Regions from separate parts of the Mus musculus genome. Here all the other regions are linked to region 1. Evidence: chromatin contacts called from public Hi-C and promoter capture Hi-C data. All regions are on one chromosome and are shown on one strand. The core of a region is the stretch at or near the end of the contact, and the rest is flanking DNA. Distances in the headings are between cores, read along the strand shown. Region 1 holds the start of C330018A13Rik (RIKEN cDNA C330018A13 gene). Region 2 overlaps Hspb8 (heat shock protein 8). Region 3 holds the start of Srrm4os (serine/arginine repetitive matrix 4, opposite strand).

Region 1 (3,225 bases), core at 446-2,945:
ATACATAACCTTTTAAGATTACATTTTAGTGCGCGTGTGCTGTGTGTGTGTGTATGCATATATCCACAGAGGCCAGAGACCAGCTTTTGAAAGTCAGTTCTCCTCTTTTACCATGTATAGATTCTGAGGATTGAACTCAGGCCACCAGTCTTGGCGGCAAGCCCCTTAATCCATCTTGCTGGTCCCCAACACCTTAAAACCAGTACTGTAAATCTCTGACAGCCCGTTCTTCCTTATCATATCTATGTCGAGATTCTTGGGGACTTTGGGGGCTGAAGATGTCTCTGTCTCATGAAGTCATTTGCACTTAGTATGTCCTCCACTCTAATTCTAACCCAGTGGTTTCTAACCTGTGAGTGTGGCCCCTTTTAAGGGTCACGCGACCATTTCACGGGGTGGGGGTGTAAAGGGGGCACATATCAGATATCCTGCATGTTAGATATGCACATCACAATTCCTTAACAGTAGCAGAATCCATGAACTAATTTGTACCTGAGGCACATTGCAATAACAAAGTAACACTGAAAAGAATTTTATGATTGGGGGAAGAGGGTCACCCCAACATGAGGAACTGCATTAAAGGGTCACAGCTTTAGGAAGCTTGAGAACCACTGGTTTATTGCAACACCTGGCATGCGGCACACACAGACAGCCTGCTGGCTCTCTCGTACATCATCGTCCCTTGCTGGTGCTTGATGGGATATCTCTGGGAAGGCCCCACGATGCTGGCTACATTGTAGCTGTGCTCTCGGTGAGAGAAGGTCTGAGCATGGGAGGGATGCATGCTATCTAGTTCACACCAGTGAAGCCCCCCTGATCCCCGGGGGCACCTGTTCTCTTCCCATGAAAAGATAGCCATTGTCGTTTTCTAAATATCTAAAGAGATGCTGAAGTTATCTCACTTCATCAGCTCTCCCAGTGTGTTCTTTTGGAAAGAATAGAAACTCGTCTTCTTTAAACTCACCCTCAAGCAGGTGTCCCCAAACTCTGACTTCTTAGCCTAAATATGTCCTGTGGTTTGCTTTTTATAGGATTTTTTTTAAAAAAATAAGGGCTATGTAACTAGGCATAGTGGTACACACACCTGTGATTCCAGTGCTTGGGAGATAGAGGCAGGAGATTCAGGAGTTCAAAGCCAGCCTCAGATACATAAGCAAGTTCAAGATCCGCTCCCACAACGCTGGGCTTCAAAACCAAATAAACAACAAAAGAACTGTTTGTATAAACAGAAAGTTCCACCGATATCTACTGGAAGTGTTTCTCTAGGGAAGATACAGTTCCATCGCAGCAGCAACGTAGATGGCTTGTGAAGTCTAGCGGGATGGCAACTTTGGGGACCAGATACATTGTTGCTGTTCTCTCGGATTCTGATGAAGCTGTTCACTCCAAAAAGATTTCTCCCTGGGGCTCTTGAAGCCCAAGAGACTGGAGATGATGCTTGTGTTGCTGCTCTTTGCTCCGGGTCATGTTTCAGTAACAAACCGTCTTCCTTGTCTGAGCATGTAGGACTTGTTACTGTTGTTGACAGTCTCTGCCTTCCCTTTTGGGCAAGACCCTTAGGTTTCGCTCAAGGGCATGGTGAGAGTGGTGCTAAGAGTTGCCACTAGATGGCGCCATAGTTACGAGCAATAGACCGACCGAGCTGGAGTCTGGCGTGGAGGAAGCAGAAAGTCTTGTGATTTCAGGCTATTTCCTGTCCTAGACAGACCTCATTCTAGACTCTGCTCTGCCACAGATCGTCGGTGTCTTTGTATGCTTAATTAAAAAAAAATGGGGATTATAAATAAAGTAATGCTCCATTTTCCCTCAGAGAGATGCGGTGAACATCAGGGAGACCAGACTTCAAGCGCCAACCACAGTTGGGCAAGGTGGACCAAAGGGCTCTGTTCTGATCCAAAGCTGGATGAAGGTACGGAGTTCTAGGGTGGCACACTCAGGACAGCCGTAGCTACAGATGACCCAGTTTGCTTAAAAAGACAACAGGGAAGGAAGGGTTTGGGACATTTTTATTATAAATGATAAACCATTTGAGGAGTGAGCTGTGTTTGCTTGTGATTGAACACAGTACCACGTACACATAAAAATCACCCAGCACAGTATGCACAGTTTCAATTTTTTTATGTAGTTAGGAATCAGTTACAAATAAGTTCAGGGTCTGGGGAGTCAGTACTGTGTAAGCGTGAGGGTCTGAGTCCAGCTCCTTTCACCCATGTCAAAAAGCCAGGGTGGGGAACATGTGCCACAGACTCCGGCATTGGGAGGCAGACACAGGCGCGCTTAGAAGCCTGATAGCCAGCCAGCCTAGCTGAATCCACAAACCCCGGGTGCAGTGAGAGACCCTGTCTCAAAATATTAAATGTGAAGCATGCTATGGTGTTTGTCAACTTGACACAAACCTGAACAGCCCTGGGAGAAGGGAGACGGAGCTGAGGAGTCCCTCTCACCACTGTAACCCCAGGCATGTCTGTGGGGGATTGCACCCAATCCATTGTGAGGGTGCTGTCCCCAGGCAGGTGGTCCGAGGCTGCAGCAGAAAGCTAGCTGAGTGATTTATAAAGAGCAAGCCAGTGGGCAGAGTTCCTCCATGGCCCGTGCTTCAGTGTCTGCCTAGAGTTAATATCTTGACTTTTTTCATGATGATGGACCGTTCCCTGCAAGCCAAATAAATCCCTTTCCTCTCCAAGTTGCTTTTAGTCAGCGTTTTATTTATTCTTTTTTTGTCTTTTTTTTTTTTTTTTTTTTTGAGCCTGGATCTCACTGCATAGCTCTGGCTGGCCTGGAATTAAAGGTGTCCACTACCATCCCTGGCAGGGTAGAGTAGTTTTTATCCTAGCAGCACACGAAAAAGACAGAGTGGTAGAAGGCCACTCAATGTTCACCTCTGGCCTATGTGTATGTACACACACACACACACACACACACACACACAGGCACGCACACACGCATAAACACATGCACAAACACATGCTCACACATGCACAAATGCACACACACATGCAGGCATGCATGTGCACACACAAACATATGCACACACATCTATACACACAACCTTATACAAGCAAAACATAAATGTAATTTAAATTTAAAAAGAGTGGAAGAATCCTTTCGAGCCTCTGTCTCCTTGTTTGCAGAACAGCAAAAAGCCAGTGCGTGGGGGCCGTGGGGGCCGTGGAGGCTGTGGGGACCGTGGGGGCTGTGGAGCTGGAACCAGATAATCCATTCCAC
Region 2 (3,387 bases), core at 713-3,212, 290 kb after region 1:
ACAGCACAATTCACACAACAAAGACACACACATCCTCCCCACCCCTCAAACACACACACAATGCCACTAGCCTGCGTGCAGGCTGTCTGGCCTTTGCTTGGTTCCTTGCGGAGCTGCTCCAAGACAGCTCTCTGTAAAAATGTGACTTGGACACAGGGGACACAATAAAGGGGGACCTTAGCCAGAGAATTAACTGAGGGGCTCCCAGAGTTCTTGGTGGTGATGGTTTGAGAGCCATGGGGTCATGCTGCAAAAAAAAGGCACTGTGTTGTGTGGTGAAGGATAAATCCCATATGGGGATATAAGACCTGCCCATAACCTCTTCTAGACAAAGAGTTTAGAAACACACTGAGGTGAGCCAATGAGTCCCATCAACCAAGCCACGTAGAAGGAGGGTCCAGAGCAGGGATCTGGGTGATGGGAAGGTCCCCAGAGAAAAGCAACTCTTGCATTAACTGCAAGGTAAAAATTTAACATGAAATCTTCAGTCCCCATTTGCTTGTTTTGCAACTGTAGACTGCGAGACGTCTTCACCCAGATAAGATGAAGAAAAACCTCCCAATCCTTTGACCTAACGCAACCAAGCAAGGCTGACCCATTGCGTCACCCTGTGGAGAAATCTATTACTACATCATCCAGGGACGGTCGTTCGGTTCTCCCTCCCATCCCCCAACATCTGAGTTGCCTTAAATCTGAGTGCTGCTAAAGTAGTGTACCCTCAAATCAGAGAGTCCCTGGGGCTGGGGATGGGAGCGAAGAAGGACCAAGGCTGACGTCTTAGGAACAGGTGACTTCCTGGTTGTCTTGAGGAAGCTCGTTGTTGAAGCTGCTCTCTCCAAAGGGTGAGTACGGAGGGACCTGGGGAGCCTCGATGATGAGCAGGCCCTCTGGAGAAAGCGAGGCAAATACAGTGGCTGGATCCACTTCTGCAGGGAGCCTGGGAGAGCAAAACAGAAGGTCTTACCACTGATTGTTTTTCATATAGCTAAAGCTACCGTGTTCATTGAAAAGAAAATGTTCCTTTGAATGCAAGCATGTGTATGGTACAAGTGTATGTGTGTGTATGTGTGTGTGTGTCTGTATGTGTGTGCATGTGTATGCTTGTATGTGTGTGCATGTGTGTGTACATGTGTGTGCCTATGTGTGTATGTGTGTATTTGTGTGTGTATCTGTGTGTATCTGTGTGTGTATGTGTGTATGCTTGTATGTGTATGTGTGTGCATGTGTGTATTTGTGTTTCCTATTTCCTATTATCAGAAGCCCAAAGCCCTCCCAAAGCCACCTTGCCAGACCGGAACTTTGAAGATCAACAAAGGTGCTTCTGTAGGACTTGGATAACCGCCAAGCCAAGCTTTGAAAGCAAGAAGACAATGCCTGGCTGGGGGCCTCCCTCCTACAGCCCCTCCCCTCCCACTGTGAGGGGGATGTATTTTAACTGTTCGTGTGCTAGCCCGGTATAAGTATAGCTTGCCTCACACCCCCCCACACTCCCCACCCCCCCACCCCCCACCCCCCCACACACCCCCACCCCCACCCCCGGCCAGCAGAGCTGAATTTACGTTCTGGTTCTCCAACCAGCAGAAGGGAACTGATGGTCTGACCTCCTCCCAAACCTACTTCCTTGTAGGGAAAAGAATGCCAGATTCGTATCCTGGAGTCACACTGAGTGGTGCGAGGATGCCTTGCCCTGTCACTGGCCCCGCAAGCTGGCATCCTGACAGTTGTAGATATTTGATATGTATCAGAGCCCAAAAGACCTTCCTAGTGACCCAGAAGGATGATCTCGTACATGGAGAAACGGAAGCCTGGAGACAGAGCTAGACTCGTTCCAGTAAACTGGATTCCCGAGGTAGGGAGAAGTTAAGTTCTCCTTTTGGCTCTCATTTGCATCTGAATGTCGGCCCCCCACCGAGTGCTAAATACCCAAGACGCCTCTGGGGCCCTTCACTAACTGCTTTCTCTTTCCTGGTAAAAGCTGGCTTAAAACTTGGGTCCCAGAGCAACTGGCTTTATCTCATTAGAACTGGCCCAGGGTAGAGTCTTTGAGTTTATTTCCCTCATAGGTGGGTTCTTGAGGGATCACGTCGTCGGTGGTGAGAATTTAATGTTATTAAAAGCCAGCTGACCGTGGAGGGGGGTAAAGCCCTAAGCCGGTGATGGGAGGAATGGAAGTTTACTAAGTCTGAGAACATGGGGACAGTGAAAGCTGTCATCTGAGGTCCCTTGATCCAGCAGGAAGGTAGAGAGAGGGACCTGTGGTCAAATTCCACGGTACCTCATTTCTTTTAGAGACAGTTTTTATCAAAGTGTGTGTGAGTGAGTGAGTGTGTGTGAGAGTGTGTGAGTGTGTGTGTGTGTGTGTTCACGTGGGTATGACCTCATCTACAAGCATGTGGAAGTCAGGAATCAACTTTGGGTGTTGTTCCTCAGGAATTTTCCAGCCTGATGATGATGATGATGACGACGATGATGATGATTTCATCGATTTCATCATCTTTATTGGTGGGATCTATTCTGGAGATCTGGGACGCCCTGACTAGGCTAGGCTGTCCGGCCAGCATATCCCAGGGAACCTCTTGCCTCCGCCTCCCCAGCCTTGGGATTGATGAGCACATGACACCATGCTGGAATTCCTTCATGGGTTCTGGGGCTGGAGAGCAGGTCCTCCTGTGTGTCTAGCACCACATGGACTGAGCTATTATCTCCCCAGCTCCCAACTCCCCAGTTCCCTTTCCTTTCCAACCCCTGGTGTCCCACGCTCTCCCTTGAAGAGCCTGGTTATCTGAGCATCCACACAAACCCTGCAGAGGTGTTCTCCCTGGGTCTTGTCTCCTCAGCCTTCCGTTCCCCAGCTCCACCGACATGCTCAGATCTCTCCTTCTTTTCTCCTCCAGGGTTTTCTAAAGCTCTGCATCTATTTGTTACCAGCGCTGCGACTCTGTCACCCGCCCCTCCCAACTCCAGTTTCCTCACGGACAAGGTGGGTTTAATAACCTCGCCCAATGGGATTCTTTTAGGACTAAGCCTGTAGACCTCATAACATGGCCACAGCAAGCCACAGAGGTCAAGCAGGGGCTGACCAGATACCCGAGGAGCTGTGAGGCAAAGAGAACAAAGTGTGATGCGCTGGGCATCTTCCCCATGACTTCCTGAATCCTGTTTCCTGTTTTGTCCTCCAAGCTGGGGGTCGAAAAGGGCCTGCCTCCGACCTGCTAGGTACCTCCAAACTGTCTCTCCTACCCAACACAGATAGGCCTCTGGGACAGGGTGTACTTCCAAGCCCAAGGCCTGTACTTAGGTGAAATCCCACTCTGCATAACTGGGATCCTCAAAGAACCCTGGGCTTGTCTAATGAAATATTTCTGTCCTCTAAAGACAACCAAGTTC
Region 3 (3,521 bases), core at 987-3,486, 320 kb after region 1:
CAGCCTGAAAAGCAGGTCCTCTTGAGAACTGAAGGCTGTGACAGTGTTGGCCTGAGATTCTTGCCTGGAAATGTGTGTATTGTGCTCTCCCTATCCCCAGAGCTAACCCCACCGACTCCCGCCCACTCCGTGAGTGCTTTCAACCTGTCCCAGAGGGGAAGAGATGTTAAATTTTGCCCTGGGAACATTCCCAGAAAACCCCTGAGTTCCAAGATGGCTCCATTAGGCTGACCCCTGACTCCCGTTATCACACTTCAGACTCAGTACTGGAAATGTCAATTTTGCTCATTATCGTTAACTGAATGCTATCCCTATTTTCCTGTATTGAAGGAACTGACTATCTCATTTTGTTCCCATAGAAGCCCAAGGAGGTAGCTGCTGCTAACCTACTCTACAGATCAGCAAACTAGTCACCTACAGGTGTGACCCTTGTCCAGTGCCACACAGAGAACAGTAGAACTGTCCTAGAGGTTTAGGATCTAAAGCCTTTGTCAGACCGTGAAGGAAGAGGTTAGATATGTATAAACTCCGGAGCTATAGAGAGCAGCTGGCAACCTGGGGTTCTGAGTCAGTTTGCTTGAATTCTGTCCTTGACTCTGGAGACTCTGGCTCTTGGGTGAGTGGCTTTGTTTTCCTAAGCTTCAGTTTCTGTTAGGAAGAAAATCTAATGTTGGGACTTCGGTGAAGGCTAAGATAAGGCTGCACGGTGAGATAGATGGTTCTGAGTGGGATTTCTGAGGAAATGCATAGAAGCTACCACCATCTGAGCACATGGGCATCCAAAACCCAGGTGGGGTAGATGACGCAATTGATAAATTTCTTCATAAATGTGTTCTCCATGTAAAAAGACTGGGCATGGTGTCCCACACATGTAACCTTAGCATTGCGGGAGGCGGAGACAGGCTAATTCTGGAGGCACATTGGCCATCGGGCTGGTGAGATACTCTGTCTCCAAAAAAAAAAAAAAAAAGCAGTTGGACAGCACCTGAAGGAATGACACCTGAAGTTATCCTTTGGCCTCTGCATGTGTGTGAAAACACACACACACACACACACACACACACACACACACAAGTAAAAAAAATTACCCAAATGGTTACACATCTGTTTGAGAAATTCAACAAATGCGCTGACCCATATGGATCTATGTGTGACACACAGCAGGTAGGTCATAAGAGCTCCCAAATACCCTGTCTTCCTTCTCTGAACATCCCATACCCAGAAGACACTGGGCCATGTATGAGAACACCTTAGCATGGACCTTAACTAGAACAGAGGTGTGGATCCTACAGGCTGAAAACCTGGAAACCCTTGGGAAGGTGATGATGAGCTGTGGTCACTGTAATGCTGAGACAGGCTCCCAGGATGCTGGAGGGCACAGTATGTGTCACTAGAGAGGGAAGTCATTCTGGGCAGCTGCTGCATGGTCAGGCTGAGCAAGGGGGAGTTGAGAGTGTTCTGCTTTGAGATTTTCCAGGTGGGAATCCCAGCCCCTCATGTAAAGAAATGGTTTTGAGGTGTGTGTGTTGGGGGGCAGAATCAGCTAGGTCCTTGACCAATGACCACTGGAGGAAATAGCTTAGCCTTGGAGAAAAGAGACACAGTGTGGAGTGCTCACTGCTTAGGTCCCCCTAGAAAGGTTCCACCAAGGGACAAGGGACACGGAGTCAGGCAGATGCCAGTTCTAAGAGCTAGGAATGACAGTCCCTTTCCACGGGCCTCAGCCCCTCCCAACTGAAAAGTAGCCATTAGGACCTTTGTCACCAGCTCATCAGAATAGTTGTAGAAGAAGCAGTCTAACAATGGACCATGATTAGAGTCAGGACAGGGCAGAGCCACTTTGTGTTCCCCCAGCATGACTCGAGGGAGACTGGACTTGGAGAGTTTAAATTAGACGAAAAAAGCGTTGGAGTTAGTCTCTGTGACTTTCATAACCTTGGTGCATCCCACATCCCAGCTAATTCCTACTTTGCCCTGCAGGAAATTCCAAGCCCCCTATCCTTTTGCTTGCTTCCTTGGTTGATGGCCATCAGCCTTGCTGTCTATTGTAATGCTAAGTGTGGGACCACAAGACTGGGCGGCTGCACTTAGACCTGTAACCCTACCCACCCCCACCCCCACCCCCACTGTGAGTTATTTCTGGTTGGGAAATAAAGATGCCAACAGCCAATAGCTGGGCAGAAGAGACATAGGTGGGGTTGAGGTTTCTCCCTGGCTTGGGATGGGGGAGAACCACAGTGGAGAAGAAGAAGGTGCAGGAGGAGGGAGGAGAAGCTGCCATGGGTGAGGAGTCAAGAAAAAATGGCCCTGAGGGCTGGCTGATTGGCGTTAAGAGCAGCCCAGATAAAACATAGTAAGTGATAACTTGGGGTTATCGATAAGAGGTTACCAATTCTAACAGCATAGAGAGTACATATCTGCCCAGCTCTTTGAGCTGCTTAAGGCTTATTGTAAATATAAAGATGGTGTGTGTCTTTTATCCGGGAACTAAATGGTCTAAGGTGGGGTAGAAACCTCAGGTTGGGATTAAACATTACTACAACATGGTATATCCATGATATCCACCAGGATGGAGTTCACTGCGCCAGAGCAGAGCTCTCTCCCATGCCCTCTCCAGAACACACCAGCCAAGTCCATTGGGTTTCTAAGACAAGACTGAGACCCAAGATCCACTCCTTTTATCCCCAAAGAGAACCACAAAAGAATCCCATAGCTTTCTCCTGTTTTCAGCTTGTTAATACAGACATAATTTCATGTAGCCAGGGAAAAAGGATTCTCTCTCTGTGTTTCAGTTGTGATTTTTTAATAGAAGTTGGTTCGAGTACAGGCATTTGAGTTCCTCAATTAAGTTCCATCTAAATGAGGTTTTTTTTTTCCCCCTAGTGCTTTAGATCCTTTTGGACTTAATTTGTATGACAGAAGCCTCTGTTTCTGCGATTCCAATTTGGCTGGTAAGTCTAGCACTCATTACCTGGGTGATAATTCCCCCACCACAGACAGCAGCACCCAGAGCTGAGAGATGGGTGGGTTTTCAATAACAACCCAGCAGGAGGGCTGGTCCCCCTCACTTTTCAATACCACTCAATAAATAGGAAATAATAAATTATTAAGTAAGCCATGTTCTGAGGTCAGGCTCACATCATGGTATTTACAGTGCAAAACTGACAACCGCCAAAAAAAGAAAAGAACAAAACCACAAAATCAAAACAGAGATGAATAATGAAGCAAAACAAAAAGCTAAAACAACAACAACAAAATCCCAAATACACAAACAGAAATAAAAATTAAGGACAGAGGGATGGTGACCATGATGTCATTGTCATTGGCTCATCGGTACAGAACGAACAGAGAAGGCATAGCATTCTTTAAAGTGTTGTCTGATGGTGTTGTGTTTGGCCAGAGTGTCTCTGGTGGGCTGACCAGCGGAAGGGGGCATGTGTCATACACATATCACTAAATAAAATTTTCTACTCAGCAGAGAGAAAACCAGGGTGGGGCACAGACACCCGTGAGAAGACTGT

The links. Promoter capture Hi-C pulls out the DNA fragments that hold promoters and counts their contacts. A called contact is a pair of places that touch in the nucleus more often than the background predicts.
Region 2: a contact with region 1 is called in a Hi-C map of embryonic stem cells, with 7 times the contacts expected there. The contact joins the enhancer-like site here to the promoter of C330018A13Rik in region 1. A contact is called at or near these places in 3 of 484 Hi-C or Micro-C datasets (the N1E-115 cell line and embryonic stem cells) and 7 of 115 datasets of contacts at active chromatin or transcription factors (embryonic stem cells and epiblast stem cells).
Region 3: a contact with region 1 is called in a promoter capture Hi-C map of hippocampal neurons, with 4 times the contacts expected there. The contact joins the promoter of Srrm4os here to the promoter of C330018A13Rik in region 1. A contact is called at or near these places in 2 of 39 promoter capture datasets (cranial neural crest and hippocampal neurons), 3 of 484 Hi-C or Micro-C datasets (embryonic stem cells, growing oocytes and uterus) and 2 of 115 datasets of contacts at active chromatin or transcription factors (both in embryonic stem cells).

Annotation. Positions count from the first base shown.
Region 1 is chr5:116,121,919-116,125,143 of GRCm38.p6, forward strand. C330018A13Rik (RIKEN cDNA C330018A13 gene) reads left to right here and starts at 1,696. Exons shown (of 2, transcript NR_153384.1): 1 at 1,696-1,909.
Region 2 is chr5:116,408,554-116,411,940 of GRCm38.p6, forward strand. It overlaps Hspb8 (heat shock protein 8), which reads right to left. Exons shown (of 3, transcript NM_030704.3): 3 at 1-937. The coding sequence ends at 778. It overlaps Gm36841 (a long non-coding RNA gene), which reads left to right. Exons shown (of 6, transcript XR_878708.2): 2 at 1,628-1,849; 3 at 2,895-2,980. Among named protein-coding and RNA genes, the nearest start is that of Gm36841, 3.6 kb to the left of the region's middle. Within about 2 kb of position 1,963, at least 44 of the 459 cell types and tissues checked have an H3K27ac peak or open chromatin away from gene starts, as enhancers often do. A contact at or near this core is called in embryonic stem cells and epiblast stem cells, where this site is marked.
Region 3 is chr5:116,436,486-116,440,006 of GRCm38.p6, forward strand. It overlaps Srrm4os (serine/arginine repetitive matrix 4, opposite strand), which reads left to right and starts at 2,237. Exons shown (of 4, transcript NR_015595.3): 1 at 2,237-2,353; 2 at 2,884-2,951. It overlaps Srrm4 (serine/arginine repetitive matrix 4), which reads right to left. Exons shown (of 13, transcript NM_026886.3): 13 at 2,787-3,521.